2 separate regions of the Mus musculus genome follow, and region 2 is linked to region 1. The links are chromatin contacts, called in public promoter capture Hi-C maps. All regions are on one chromosome and are shown on one strand. The core of a region is the stretch at or near the end of the contact, and the rest is flanking DNA. Distances in the headings are between cores, read along the strand shown. Region 1 overlaps Gm20125 (predicted gene, 20125). Region 2 holds the start of Ccdc28a (coiled-coil domain containing 28A).

Evidence for each region. Promoter capture Hi-C pulls out the DNA fragments that hold promoters and counts their contacts.
Region 2: a contact with region 1 is called in a promoter capture Hi-C map of liver, with 2.8 times the contacts expected there. The contact joins the promoter of Ccdc28a here to the enhancer-like site in region 1. A contact is called at or near these places in 3 of 39 promoter capture datasets (the C10 cell line, liver and pre-B cells) and 2 of 9 other capture datasets (liver and macrophages).

What each region holds. Positions count from the first base shown.
Region 1 is chr10:17,000,621-17,007,452 of GRCm38.p6, forward strand. The region is part of intron 1 of Gm20125 (predicted gene, 20125); the gene reads right to left. Among named protein-coding and RNA genes, the nearest start is that of Gm20125, 92 kb to the right of the region's middle. Within about 2 kb of position 2,926, at least 7 of the 459 cell types and tissues checked have an H3K27ac peak or open chromatin away from gene starts, as enhancers often do.
Region 2 is chr10:18,230,624-18,237,455 of GRCm38.p6, forward strand. Ccdc28a (coiled-coil domain containing 28A) reads right to left here and starts at 4,358. Exons shown (of 6, transcript NM_144820.4): 1 at 4,229-4,358.

The DNA of each region.
Region 1 (6,832 bases), core at 1,676-4,175:
ACCCACTGTTTCTTTGCAGGTCAAAATAAATTACCCTTTTCCTGGGAGGGCAAATCACAATAGGTCTACAATGGTTCTTAAAATCCACTTAGGTAGAAGATCATTTGATATAATGAATTCTGCATGTCTGCCTTTTAACATCCGTCACCTTGAAGACAGATACCAAAGAGCTCGAGGTTGCCCATCGCCTTCTATAGCATCAATATTCAGACACAATGGGGACCCAGCAAAGCAAATCTGCAAGATCTCCCTAGACTTTTCCTGCACGGCATGATTTAAAACTAATGAAAAATCCAAGTCCCTCACAATCTTCAGCCACCGATTTCCCATGCAATTGCTACCACTTTTTCCAGCGTGTCAAATCTTCTCTGACGGTAATTTTCAGTTTCTTATTCTCTCAGGTTCCAGCTGATCAGACTGAGGTTTTTACACCAGAGTCATCACCTTCTGCATTTCTGAGTTAGTTTCCCTTCGATGAAAATGGAAGAATCTGCCAGTGTCTGCCAGAATTTCTGTATCTGCCTCAAATTTCTTCCCTCAAGACTGGTGGCGCACGCCTTTAATCCCAGCACTCGGGAGCCAGAGGCAGGTGGATCTCTGAGTTCGAGGCCAGCCTGGTCTACAGAGTGAGTTCCAGGACTGCCGGGGCTACACAGAGAAACCCTGTCTTGTAAAACAAACAAAACAAAACAAAACAAAACAAAACAAACAAACAAAGACTATACCTTCTCTTATAAAACCCAAACACTACTGTGAGTGGGGATTTTTGCATAAGCTCCTGCTCACAAGGGAAAAGAGAACAAGTTGAGTTCGAGCTGTACAAAGACCACCCTCGTGGAGGAGAAATTACTCATTCTCTGATTGTTACCATCGGATATTGGAAAGCACAGACTCTGGTTAGAGTGGCGTGGTGCTTACCCTTTAATTATGTTATGCTCATTATCATGCAGTCCAGAAGAGCGCTAATGAGACCAGAAAACACAGATGAATTTACAAGCGATGCTCGTATTTTAGTCTGACTAATGGCTAATTTTCCACATCTAAAGGTGAAAGGAAGAGCAGAGGCTGTTCCTCTAACCTGGTGGGTTCTCGCATTGGCAGTGCAGAGTAATAAAGAACAGGAAATTCTGTGTACATCCTGCTATCCTCCCTTCCTAGAAAAGGGAGAGGACAGTCAGCACTTAGCCTCCAACTTCACAGGCTTCCTGCTTCATTCATCATTGCATGGGGAGAGATATTTTAATGACAAATATCAAAGTTTATTAATTCCCAGGAAATTTCCATATGCCCTGAATTCCTGGTATAGAGAGGGAGTAAATGTTATTCATATCCCACTGATTGGAAATTTATTTCCAGCTCTGGGGTTCATCCTTATCCTACCAAACACACAATCCCAGCCTATGTTACTCGTAACCATTGTATCACTGATAAGTGGATAATAGCCCAGAAACTTAGGATACCCAAGATATAAGATACAACTTGCCAAACGCATAAAATTCAAGAAGAACGAAGACCAAAGTGTGGACACTTTACCCTTTCTTAGAAATGGGAACAAAACACCCATAGAAGGAGTTACAGAGACAAAATTTGGAGCTGTGACGAAAGGATGGACCATCTAGTGACTGCCATATGCAGGGATCCATCCCATAATCAGCTTCCAAATGCTGACACCATTGCATACACTAGCAAGATTTCGCTGAAAGGACCCAGTTATAGCTCTCTCTTGTGAGACTATGCCGGGGGCCTAGAAAACACAGAAGTGGATGATCACAGTCAGCTATTGGATGGGACACAGGGCCCCTAATGGAGGAGCTAGAGAAATTACCCAAGGAGCTATAGGGAACTGCAACCCTATAGGTGGAACAACAATATGAACTAACCAGTACCCGGGAGCTCTTGTCTTTAGCTGCATATGTATCAAAAGATGGCCTAGTCGGCCATCACTGCAAAGAGAGGCCCATTGGACTTGCAAACTTTATATGCCCCAGTACAGGGGAACGCCAGGGCCAAAAAGGGGGAGTGGGTGGGTAGGGGATTGGGGGGGTGGGTATGGGGGACCTTTGGGATAGCATTGAAAATGTAAATGAGGAAAATACCTAATAAAAAAAAAGAAAAAAAAAAGAATTATAGGATCAGCCTTCAAACTCAGTGGAAGTTTTCACTAGTCTAAGCAGATTTTCTGGATTTTGTGATCAAGCTATGATATTGGCTTTATAACACTGTGATTTTACAACTGAGTTAAACTGCCTAGATCTCTACCTTCTGTGTTGTCTCCCTGTACTTGTACACATATTTCCATTGTGGCAAGTTTTAAGTTCATACCAACGTCTTTACATACGGTACTGAGTAGGGCAGAAATATTAAGCCATGTGAATTATTCTGTCATTTTATTTATTAAGCTGCTTTATGTCTCTGTCTTTACATCTCCATAAGTTATGTTTTTGGCTTTGACTTTATTGAGAACACTATACTACCTTACACCTCTCTCTCTCTCTCTCTCTCTCTCTCTCTCTCTCTCTCTCTAACTCAATGTAGCCCAATAATGCCTGTTAAATAGATTACTACTGCCAGCAAATGCTTGTTAAATGAATGATTCTATCAATCAATGAAGAGGCACTGAAGACGTATATTCCTGGCAGAAATCCTGTCATGACAAGAGTGTGCAATTAAAAAACCAAATTAGTATCTAACAACTTGAACTCCTGTGTAATATACCAAGAAGCCTCTTTGAATGGGAGGGGCACCTGTCTAGAGCAGCAATATAATAGTTAAATCCACTTCATCATTAAGTATTTAATTATGCATTCTTACCTACTCATTTGGGGAGGTGTTGATCTTAATAACTGGATTGCATTAGGAGAGAGTTCAGATGCTTAAAGTAACATAGAGAGAAATTTGAAGTTTAAAAGTAAGTAACATTTTGTGCAAACCACACAAACCTCTGAGCCCTATTAAAATCACTGATAAGTAATCTTGGAAAAACATTCTACAGTAATGGCTGACTGGGCTCTTGCAGCAAAGCAAATTGTTTTTTCTTGGCAAACGTCCCACAAGCAATAGGCTGCAAGACATTGTTTGTTCTACGTGTGCAAGTTCTTGTGAGCATCTACAATTCTAATGCCAAATTTGGTTCTATCTCAGAAGCCACTTCAACTGTGAAGAAAATTGCCACAAACTTTACCAGGACAATGAGTGAGACTCAGCAGAGTGAGTCTCCGTGGTTTCCAGAAGGAATCCTCATGTGTTACTTGTGGCTACTATAGAAAATCACTTTCCATTTGCCTTAAAGAGTTTCGAAACTATTTTTCTTGGAGTTAATTTGTTTGTGTTTATCAGAATTTGCACGGGCTCATGAGCACCAGGGCACAGGGTGAAGGCAACTAGTACAAATTTGTTTCTCTCCATTCTCTTTGGCCTTTTGGGTAGGATTCAGGGATCAAATAGAGCAGAGCAGATTTGAAGGCAGGCACCAGTACCCGCTGAGCCATTTCACAATTCTAATAATCTAAGACTGTTAAAACGTACATCATCTTTTCTACCAGCAAGAATTTTTGTGTGCTCTTAGCCATTTTGTTAGCATGTATCACACTGAAGATATACTGCTTCCTCCTCAGTAACAGAATGGAAAATAACTTAAACTAAGAAGGAATTAGTATCAAAAGAAGAAACGGAAGACACGGATATTGATGGATTGTTGGAAAGTCTGCCTCTCCAGCTACTTTAGGCTAGAAAACAATAGAAGATCATATATGTAACTGGAGTTTGAAGAGAAGAAGAATATGTATAAATGAACCACTGGACTTCTAGCAGAAAAGGATTCTATTTGATATGAGAGAAGAACATGGTGGCATATAAGGGAAAACCTATAAGAACTAATGAAGAGCTAAGGCTAGCTTCCAGATTACACACGCACACTTTGGATGGAAATATACAGTGTGTATTTTGAGAGCCATTTTCACCTAAGGTGACTTTCTTGCTAATTGGATGGTGCAAATGGCCTTCCGCTGAGCAGGGTATAAGTAACTTTAGAAATGGTGCTGTTTTTCTGGGTAATAATGTATCTTAACCTGACATTTACTGTTTGTCTTTTTTTTTTACACCAAGCGCAAAGAAAGGTTGGAGAAAAGTTAGCTGGAAAGGTTAACTGGAGGCAGCACCGTCATCAAGAATTGTTCTTGTGTAGATACTCAGTTCTAGAGGCTTCCTGTGAGATGGCCCAGCTGGAAGGTAGACTGGAAGTCTGACAGTGTATGTCAAGGTGGCATCTTGGTAGCTATCACACTAGCCTGTTGAATTGCTGTTATCCCTCTGCTGAATCTGTCCTAGAGACTGTACTTGAGAAGGTCCTTCGCTTATTTAAGGGAGGATGTGAGCCTACTAAGTGGTAAGTCTCTGAAGTGATAAGACAAGAAAACTATGAACCAGATTCCCATCCTCTCTTCAACAATTCTTTTCAAGGAGAGCAGTAAGTAAGGTTTATTATTAAAATTATTATTTAAAAGACTAATTATTATTAAAAGACTATAGAGTCATTTTATGATTCCTCAAATTTAGAAAAAAAGTAATTTTGACTTTTTTTCCTCACAGTATTTTTTAACTTTAGGGCAAAATCAGAAAAACAGTCAAATAACTTAAATAAGAGCACCAAATTTGCAGAAAAGTTGCCAGGTGGTGGTGGTGCTTGGGACGCACAGGCAGGTGGATCTCTGTGAAGTGGAGGCCAGTCTGGTTTGTGAAGGGACATCCAGAACTGCCAGTGCTACACAGAGAAACTCTGTCGTGAAAAGCAAAAGGAAAAAAACAAAAGGAAAAAACAAAACAAAACAAAAAAAGGGGTAGAAAAGTTAAAGAACACCGTCAAAGATGAGATAAGAAGTCATTAAAATTTCATTATATTTCCCCAGCTAATTATTATGATATAAAAAGAAATAATCAGAATGATTATGCTGATTTAATAATCAGAAAAATAATGTTGATTCATAATTGATTTTGAGTGTCAATTCTGGACTTATCTTTATCCCTTAATTAGTTTTACTATCCATTTTTATTATCCATATACTGACTGCTAGAGGTGGAAATTCTTTATATTTAGTGTGCTGAATTTATAGTATTTCTGCTTATGACTATGCAATGTGGTATCTCCTAAGAGATTAATGTTTCACTCAATGGTTATAAAATACAGAAGAATCTATTTGGTATTAGAAGAAACTACCAATCTTGGAACATGTCTATAAAGACAGTAGAAGAATTTAAAAAAAAAAGTCTGTGAGCTGTATATAGCTAGAAGGAATGCTTCAATGTGGCAAAATTCCAAAGAATAAAATCCAACTGGAGAAACAAAATAAAAAAGCATGAAGATAGCTTCAAAGATGAATTATGACTCTCTAGAAAACTGTGATGTCTGGGAAGCACCATTTTCGAAAACCAGTGTCTTGGAAGTCATCACACAACAGATTAAACCCCTTTCCACAGATGTAGAGCTGCTTGCTACATTAACTGAACGTTGTGAGGACCACTTCCATCTTCCAATAGACGAAATGTGAAAGGAGAGTTAAATACTCAGAGATCACCTTACACACTTACTCTGTGGAAGACATCTCCAGGTTCCTGACTAAGGTGTCTACAGGATCCTGCCTCCCAGCTTTGCCAGGGAATCAGAATGCACAGCACTGTGAGCCTACCTCATCTTCTAGACTACTCCAGAATGTAAGGTGAGGAATAAATGATGATAAGCTTTTTAGTGGTAGATAAGCCACAAGAATCCCTATCCAAACCCCAGAGAAATGATGAAAAATCCCAACATTTACTGCTGTTTACTTATCCTTAACTGTTAAATTTTCAGAAATTGGAAACACTGCTAAATACAAAAACCTATTGATGACACCAATAGTAAATGTATATATCCTTTTCCTGTGTGATGGTCTTTATATGACTGGTACCTAAAAACAGACGAGTAGAGCCCACTGACTGTTTCAGTCTATGCAACGGGCAAAAGGTCTGCAGCATTAGGACCTCAGGGTTTAGGGCCATCATAAGCTTATACGCCACGTACTTGCACAGTGCTTAAGAAAAATCAGTTCATAAAGGCCTTAGACTTTTTATTTTCAGTAATGGATAAAACCAAAGCACAGTGCCCTGGTGTATACTACATAAGCAGTTGAACAGTGAGTTATATCCCACAAAATTGCTCACTTCATGAAGGTACCCATGTTGGCTCTTGAACTCATGAACCTCCACCCTCAGGCTTTAGAGTATTTTGATCATATGCAATATGATAATCTTTAGAAAGATAAACGGACCTTCTGATTAACAGTAGCATTGCTTCTAAGACATGGTTAATATCACTTTCCGTGTATGAAGCATTTGGAAAATTACATAAAGTCTCTTCATTTTAATGTCCTCACTTATATGAGATTGCATCTATCAAATAGCATCATTAAGACTTTAATTTGGTGACTATTTAGGAGTATCTTTACGTGGCACAAGAAATATGTCTCGTGCTTACTAAATTCAGTAACTAACCCCACATTGATTGTCCAAGAGCCTGAGCTTCATACTTCCTTCACATTCCTCCTTTGGTTTTGACCTTAAATAGCCAGAACTGCGAGACTTGAGCATTTGTTGCCAACATCTATCCTCTGGGAACAATAATCAAGCATGCCATTGATAATATCTTTCTACTTCACTGAAGATAGACTCTAGCCTTACTATGGAAATTCATAAAATTCCTTTTCACTCAACTAGTTTTCTCAACTGTGAAGTGATTAGGGATATTCTAAAAGACTACTAGAGCAAAGCCAGATATATTAGTATTTGTACTACCAAACTCTTT
Region 2 (6,832 bases), core at 3,108-5,607, 1.2 Mb after region 1:
TATGAAAATATGGTGAGTACAGCTATATGCTATAAGGATGTAAAGTGACAGTCAAAGGCACATTTCACAGACCAAACAAGCAGGAATTTAAGTCATTATGTTGAATCTACTTTGCTAACACACAGAAATAACTGTCTAATAAGTTTTTAAAAAGATTTATTTATTTACTTTATGTGAGTATAGTTGTACTGGCTAGTTTTGTGTCAACTTGACACAGCTGGAGTTATCACAGAGAAAGGAGCTTCAGTTGAGGAAATGCCTCCATGAGATCCAACTGTAAGGCATTTTCTCAATTAGTGATCAAGGGGGAAGGGCCCCTTGTGTGTGGAACCATCTTTGGGCTGGTAGTCTTGGTTCTATCAGAAAGCAGGCTGAGCAAGCCAGGGGAAGCAAGCCAGTAAAGAACATCCCTCCATGGCCTCTGCATCAGCTCCTGCTTCCTGACCTGCTTGAGTTCCAATCCTGACTTCCTTGGTGATGAACAGCAGTATGGAAGTGTAAGCTGAATAAACTCTTTCCTCCCCAACTTGCTTCTTGGTCATGATGTTTGTGCAGGAATAGAAACTGTGACTAAGACAAATTGGTACCAGCATAGTGGGGTATTCCTGTGACAACCTGACCATGTATTGGGGAGGACTGTGGAAGGACTTTGGAACTTTGGGCTTGAAGATCCATTCGTTGTTAAGAGCTTTGTCAGATGTTGTGTAGGAGCTTAGAAGATAATGTTGAGAACAGTGCAGAAGATGGAGGCCTGGCTTGTGAAATTTCAGAGGGAAAATTAAAGACGCTTTTCAGGGCCATTGCTATTTTGATTGGGAATATTCTGTGGTTCTGGTTAGCTGGGGCTGAAGAATCAGCTGTGATTAACAAGATAGCAGAACTACTAAAACGAAACTTTTGGGCTGGAGAGATGGCTCAATGGTTAAGAGCACTGGCTGCTCTACCAGAGGTCCTGAGTTCAATTCCCAGCAACCACATGGTGGCTCACAACCATCAGTAATGGGAATCCTATACCCTCTTCTGGTGTGTCTGTGTACTCATATACATAAAGTAAGTCAATCTTTAAAAAAAATGAAACTTTTGCATTACTGGGACTATTGATGCTGGTTAGCTGGAGCTAAGAAATTAGCAGTGATTAAGAAGAGAACAGCATCATCGAGGTGACATCTTCTGGGAAGTGTTTTTTGAGAGCACAGAAGCCGTGTTCCAGAGATAACCAAAGTTGTACCTCATGCTACAGTGGGACTTGGTAATGTGTAAGAGTCACCCAGGTGGTACTGGTTTTGAAGGCATAAAGGGGTCACACAGAGCAGCTGAGGCTCAGCACTGTGATAGGCCAATGAAGGCCATTGGTGAGGGTGCAGCCTCAGTGGCAATTGATGGCCCAGGACTGAAGGGGTCATGCAAAGGATTTGAGGCTTAGCACCGTGAAGAGAGCCTATGAGAGGCTATTGTTAAAGCCAAGTTACAGTGGAAGACAGCAACATTTTAGAGAAGCCAGTACCATGAGATGACTACCAAGAACCACAGCAGCAGTGGAGTACAGGTGGCTGGAGCCTAGAAGACAACATGTGTGCTACAAAGGGCATGGCTGGAGAAGTGACCCAAGCCCTTGGAGGAGCTCAGAAGATCATGAGTCGGATCCCAGACATTGGATGGTTGGAGATTGATTTTTGCTTTTGATTGTGACTGTACCCTGATATTTTTCCCTCTTGAAGGAAGTTTTTTAGTGAAGCCCACAGTTAAGAGACTTTAAAATTTAAAGTACTTTGTATTTTAAAAGATACTAGAACTTTTAATATGTAAAGACTGTGGGACTTTTAAAGTTGTTTAGATCTTGGGGATGAATAAGAACTAAGGGTTGAGGCTTACTAGTGATGTGTTTGTCAAGTTAACAAGGGGTCAATTGTACTAGCTAGTTTTGTGTCAACTTGACACAGCTGGAGTTATCACAGAGAAAGGAGCTTCAGTTGGGGAAATGCCTCCATGAGATCCAACTGTAAGGCATTTTCTCAATTAGTGATCAAGGGGGAAAGGCCCCTTGTGGGTGGGACCATCTCTGGGCTGGTAGTTCTGGTTTCTATAAGAAAGCAGGCTGAGCAAGCCAGGGGAAGCAAACCAGTAAAGAACATCCCTCCCTGGCCTCTGCATCAGCTCCTGCTTCCTGACCTGCTTGAGTTCCAATCCTGACTTCCTTGGTGATGAACAGCAGTATGAAAGTGTAAGCTGAATAAACCCTTTCCTCCCCAACTTGCTTCTTGGTCATGATGTTTGTGCAGGAATAGAAACCCTAACTAAGACAATAATGTTACTCTCTTTAAACATACCAGAAGAGGGCATCAGATCCCATTGCAGATGATTGTGAGCCACCATGTTCAATTCTGGGAATTGAACTCAGGATCTCTGGAAGAGCAGCTAGTGCTCTTAACCGCTGAGTCATCTCTCCAGCCCTGTCTAATAATTTTTTAAAAAGCATTTTCTCTATTCACACATCTTCTAAGTATCTACTGTCTCTCTTCTACAAGCCAGGCACTGTCGTCAGTCCTGGGAAAGCAGCAATGAATTAGCCAAAGCCCTTAACCTCAAGAGGCCACCATTATATAAGTGACCAGTATAAACAAATCGCCCATGTAACTCCTCAGCCTCACTGGGCCTTTATCTGGCCTTTAGATCTCCCTTCTAAACCATACTCAAATACATGTATAATCAGGGCACCAGCGGACTAAGCTGCACCTTGAAGGCTTACATAATATACATTTTATTTACATGCTATTAACCACCACTCCTAGATATCTCTCTCTCTCTCCCCCCAAGGTGTCACTATGTAGCTTTGGCTGACCTGAAATTTGCTCTGTAGACTCAGCTGGCCCGAACTCATTAAAGGCATAGCTCTATCCCTCCTGGGATTAAAGGCATCAAAAGTGTGCACAGCTTCACCTTTTCTTTTTGAAAAACAATTCTGCTCTATGTCCTTGGCTGGCTGAGAAATTACTACGTAAGCCACGCTGGTTTCCAACCTGTGATGATCCTTCTCCCTCGGCTCTTGAGTGAGTCCTGGAAGGATGGGCATGTGCCACAAGTCTAGCTCTTTCGATTTGAATTTTCTTAATTCTATTATTAATTTATCACAAAAAAGTGTCAGAAAATGCATACCTGTTCCCCCCTTCAAATCGTTAACTGCACTATGAATTTAAAAAGATTTACTTTATGTATGTGAGTATAGTGTTACTCTCTTTAAACACACCAGAAGAGGGCATCAGATCCCATTACAGATGATTGTGAGCCATCATGTGGTTTCTGGGAATTGAACTCAGGATCTCTGGTCGTTTAAAAAATACTGTGGGGCTTAAGAGATGGCTCTGCAGTTAAGAGCACTGACTACTCTTTTCGGAGGTCTCTTTTGATTTCCAGGCCCAACAATGCTGCTTATGACAGTAACTTCTGTCCCAAGGTATCCAGTGCCCTCTTCTGGCCTCCAGGGGCACAGTGTGCACCTGTACACAGTCATCTAATAAAATTTAAAATCTAAAAGTGTTGAATTTAGTCCTGCCATGACTATTTTAAAAGACTGAAACTGACTTCTGTCACTCCTAAAAGAATTAGTCGGGAATTATACAGGTAATTTATTTTTGTTTTGCTAGCTGATGTGGGTTTTTCTTGGAAAAGGGTACAGCATTCAGTCTCTTGTCTCAGATACCAAGAGCGAATCCACTTGAGTCATTCGGGAATTGTTTAGCTGTAATACAGATTAAATAAAACTTTGAAGATGACGGAGCAGGTTTCCAAGAGATGAGGATCTGTATAATTGGTGATACATATAAACACGCTAACCTTCAAATCTATGGATGCTAATACACATTTGGTAACAAAAGAGGAGGAAAAAGCAAAAACCAGTTAATACATAAAGCATCGCCAATAAACCAATGGTCCCCGAGGGACCAAGCTTGCGATGTCCTCTTTTCTGAAAGATAACATCTGTCACAAGACCCTGAAATCCTTCTTGTATGACAAACACGAGGGACCTTTCCAGAGGGGACGAACTGCTCACGGTTGAATGTCAGGCCTCGCTGCCAACCAGAATCACCAGAGGTGCCTCTGGACTTTGCCTCATTCATTTCCCTTCCGCAACCCAGCCCTGCGATGACCCATCTACACTCAGCGGTGACCAGAGCAGGTGCTGAGGGGCTCGAATGAACAGGTTGCGGGGTCCCCTTACCCCATTACATACCGGAGGGAGAAAAGGCTGTGGTTACCCTTCCTCGGCTAGGAAAAGTAAGAGAGCGTTCAAAGCCTCCGCCAGGGCTGCATCAAGAGCCCAGCTCGTCTGCCTGGGTCACAAACCCAGGCAAGCGCCCTTTGTTTACGGAAGTGACGTAATCTGGGCGGGGCCCTCCGAGAGGCGAAAAGCCCCGCCTCTCCCAGGTCCCTTAGCGATGCTCGCGTCTCTGCTTTGGGCTCCGTCTTCCCATAGCCGCCTTCAGGTATGGCTCCAGCGGCTGCGGGAAAGAGGAGTTGTTGTTGGCCACTCCACTTCTGCCTGTCTCATGGCCTCATGGAAACTGGCTGTATATTGTCCTCACCGGAAGCGGCCAGCCACCTCGGTGAAGGACCGCCCCATGCACTGCAATTCCCAGCATGCCTTTCGAACAAATCGAAGGCGGAGCCTATTGTCCCCTTGCGGCGGATCCACACCTCGGATTGGCTGCTTTTAGTTTGGCTTGAGAAGCGGTATTGGGTTCAGCATCCCTGATGCTGTGCCGCCAAGTGTGATTCTGTAAATAGCCAGTATCCAAGCATTGCAGTTGGGTGTGGTGGGGGTGGGGTGAGTGCGTTTAGGTTTTCTGTGTACCTGTCTGTCTGTCTATCAGTCTTTCTTCGTTTTCTTTGCCTTTTTTTGACCAAGTCTCGTATAGCCGACACTGCTCAGGAACCGGTTATGTTGTTGAGATCTTCCTGCCTGCGCTTCTCATACGGGTATGTGTCACTCGTCCCACTTTACCTCACTACAGTCCTTTAAGGTAATGTCAAAATCCCCGTTTTAGAAGTGATTCTGAGGTCGGGCGTGGTGGCGCACGCCTTTAATCCCAGCACTTGGGAGGCAGAGGCAGGCGGGTTTCTGAGTTCGAGGCCAGCCTGGTCTACAAAGTGAGTTCCAGGACAGCCAGGGCTATAAAGAGAAACCCTGTCTCGAAAAAACCGAAAAGAAAAAAAAAAAAAAAGAAAGAAAGAAAACAAATGAAATGATTCTGAGATTCAGAAAGGCTAATCAGACTTGCTGCCTGACTCCCCACTTCATCCCCGGGATTAGGAATTGAGGGCTAAGAGAGAAGGCTCAACCCTAAACTAAAGAAAACTTACCTTTCCCTCCTTGATGTGGATGCCTTCTCAGAGGGAAGATGGGACTTTTTAGATTCCGACTTTCTTAGATTGAGGTGACCCTGTCCTTCAATCTCCCCATTACCTAGGGAGGAAATTGTGTCTAGAGATTATATTGAGACAGAGCAAAAATGGAGTTACTAAGTACTTAAACTCATACTATGAGATGTTCTTCCATTAGGAAAAACAAAACCAAAAACTTGGAATTCTTAAAAAAAACAAACCAAAAAACAAAACAAAATAACAAAAACAAAAAACCCCCACAGATACAGCATTCATGGTTCCAGTTTCCAAAGTGAACACGTGTTAGGTTTCATAATTTGGTATTTTTAGGGTAAAGAACTTGAACTTAAGAAAAGGCGGAATTCTCCTGTTTGGCATCTCTGAATGGTTGTATTTTGTGAATTGATCTACAACTTGGTTTTTAAGGAATGTCATGGCCTAGGTTCTACTTTTATAAAATTATGCCATGAAAGAATGAAAGAGGGAAAGCAGTTTGGGAGCAGGCCACAGTGTGGTGCTATATTGACTTGCTTCGGAGCTGAGACCTACATGGGAAAGTTATCCCAAAAGCGATGCTATTGTTTGGCTATCTTTGTAAAACTTGGTGCCTTCTCTGCTCTGAGATGAGCTCTAAAACACTACTGAGAGATTGGAGAAGAGCTCTCCAGGGCTGAGGACCCCCAGAGACTTCTTGAAGGGACAAGTGGGCTTTTGGAGAGCTGCTGGGAACTGAAAGTACCAGGAGGATCCGCTAGGTGAAACAGCCGTGAGTGAGTAGCCATTTCTCAAGAATGTATGTATTGTGTCATAGAAGAAACAGTAGGGCCTGGGGTGGGACTTTGGGGGAGCACTGGCCCAGCATGCTTGAGGCCCTGGGTATGAGTTTTGTCACCAAAAGAGGCAAAACAGTGAATCCAGAGGAACTATTTCATTTTTACTCTAAGATGTAACAGGTTTTTAGCAGGAGGCCAAAAAGTCTTTAAAATGAGACTGTTCATTTTAAAGACTTAGACATCTAGCATTGTTACGCCTATAGTCTTTTATTAAACATACTACTTTAGGCTGTAATTTCCTTAAGAGCAAATATGTGTTGATTTCCATACCTTTAGCAGTTGAGAGTGACATAAAAAGGGTACTCATTAAATTAATGAATGAAGAAATCTTAAACTCAAGCCGGGCGTGGTGATGCACGCCTTTATTCCTAGCACTCAAGAGGCAGAGGCAGGCGGATTTCTGAGTTCGAGGCCAGCCTGGTCTCTTTTTGGCAGGATTTTCTATAGACCAGGTTGGCTCAAATGTGGAACTCTCCTGCTTTGGCCTCCCCAAATGACGAAATGGCAGTTGTGCAATAAATATCTCAGCTGTGCAGTGTCACAGCTGCCTAGGCTGCCCTTGAAGCCACAGCATCTGAAAGAGTTGGCCAAGTTACAAAGCTGACCAGATGACATCACCG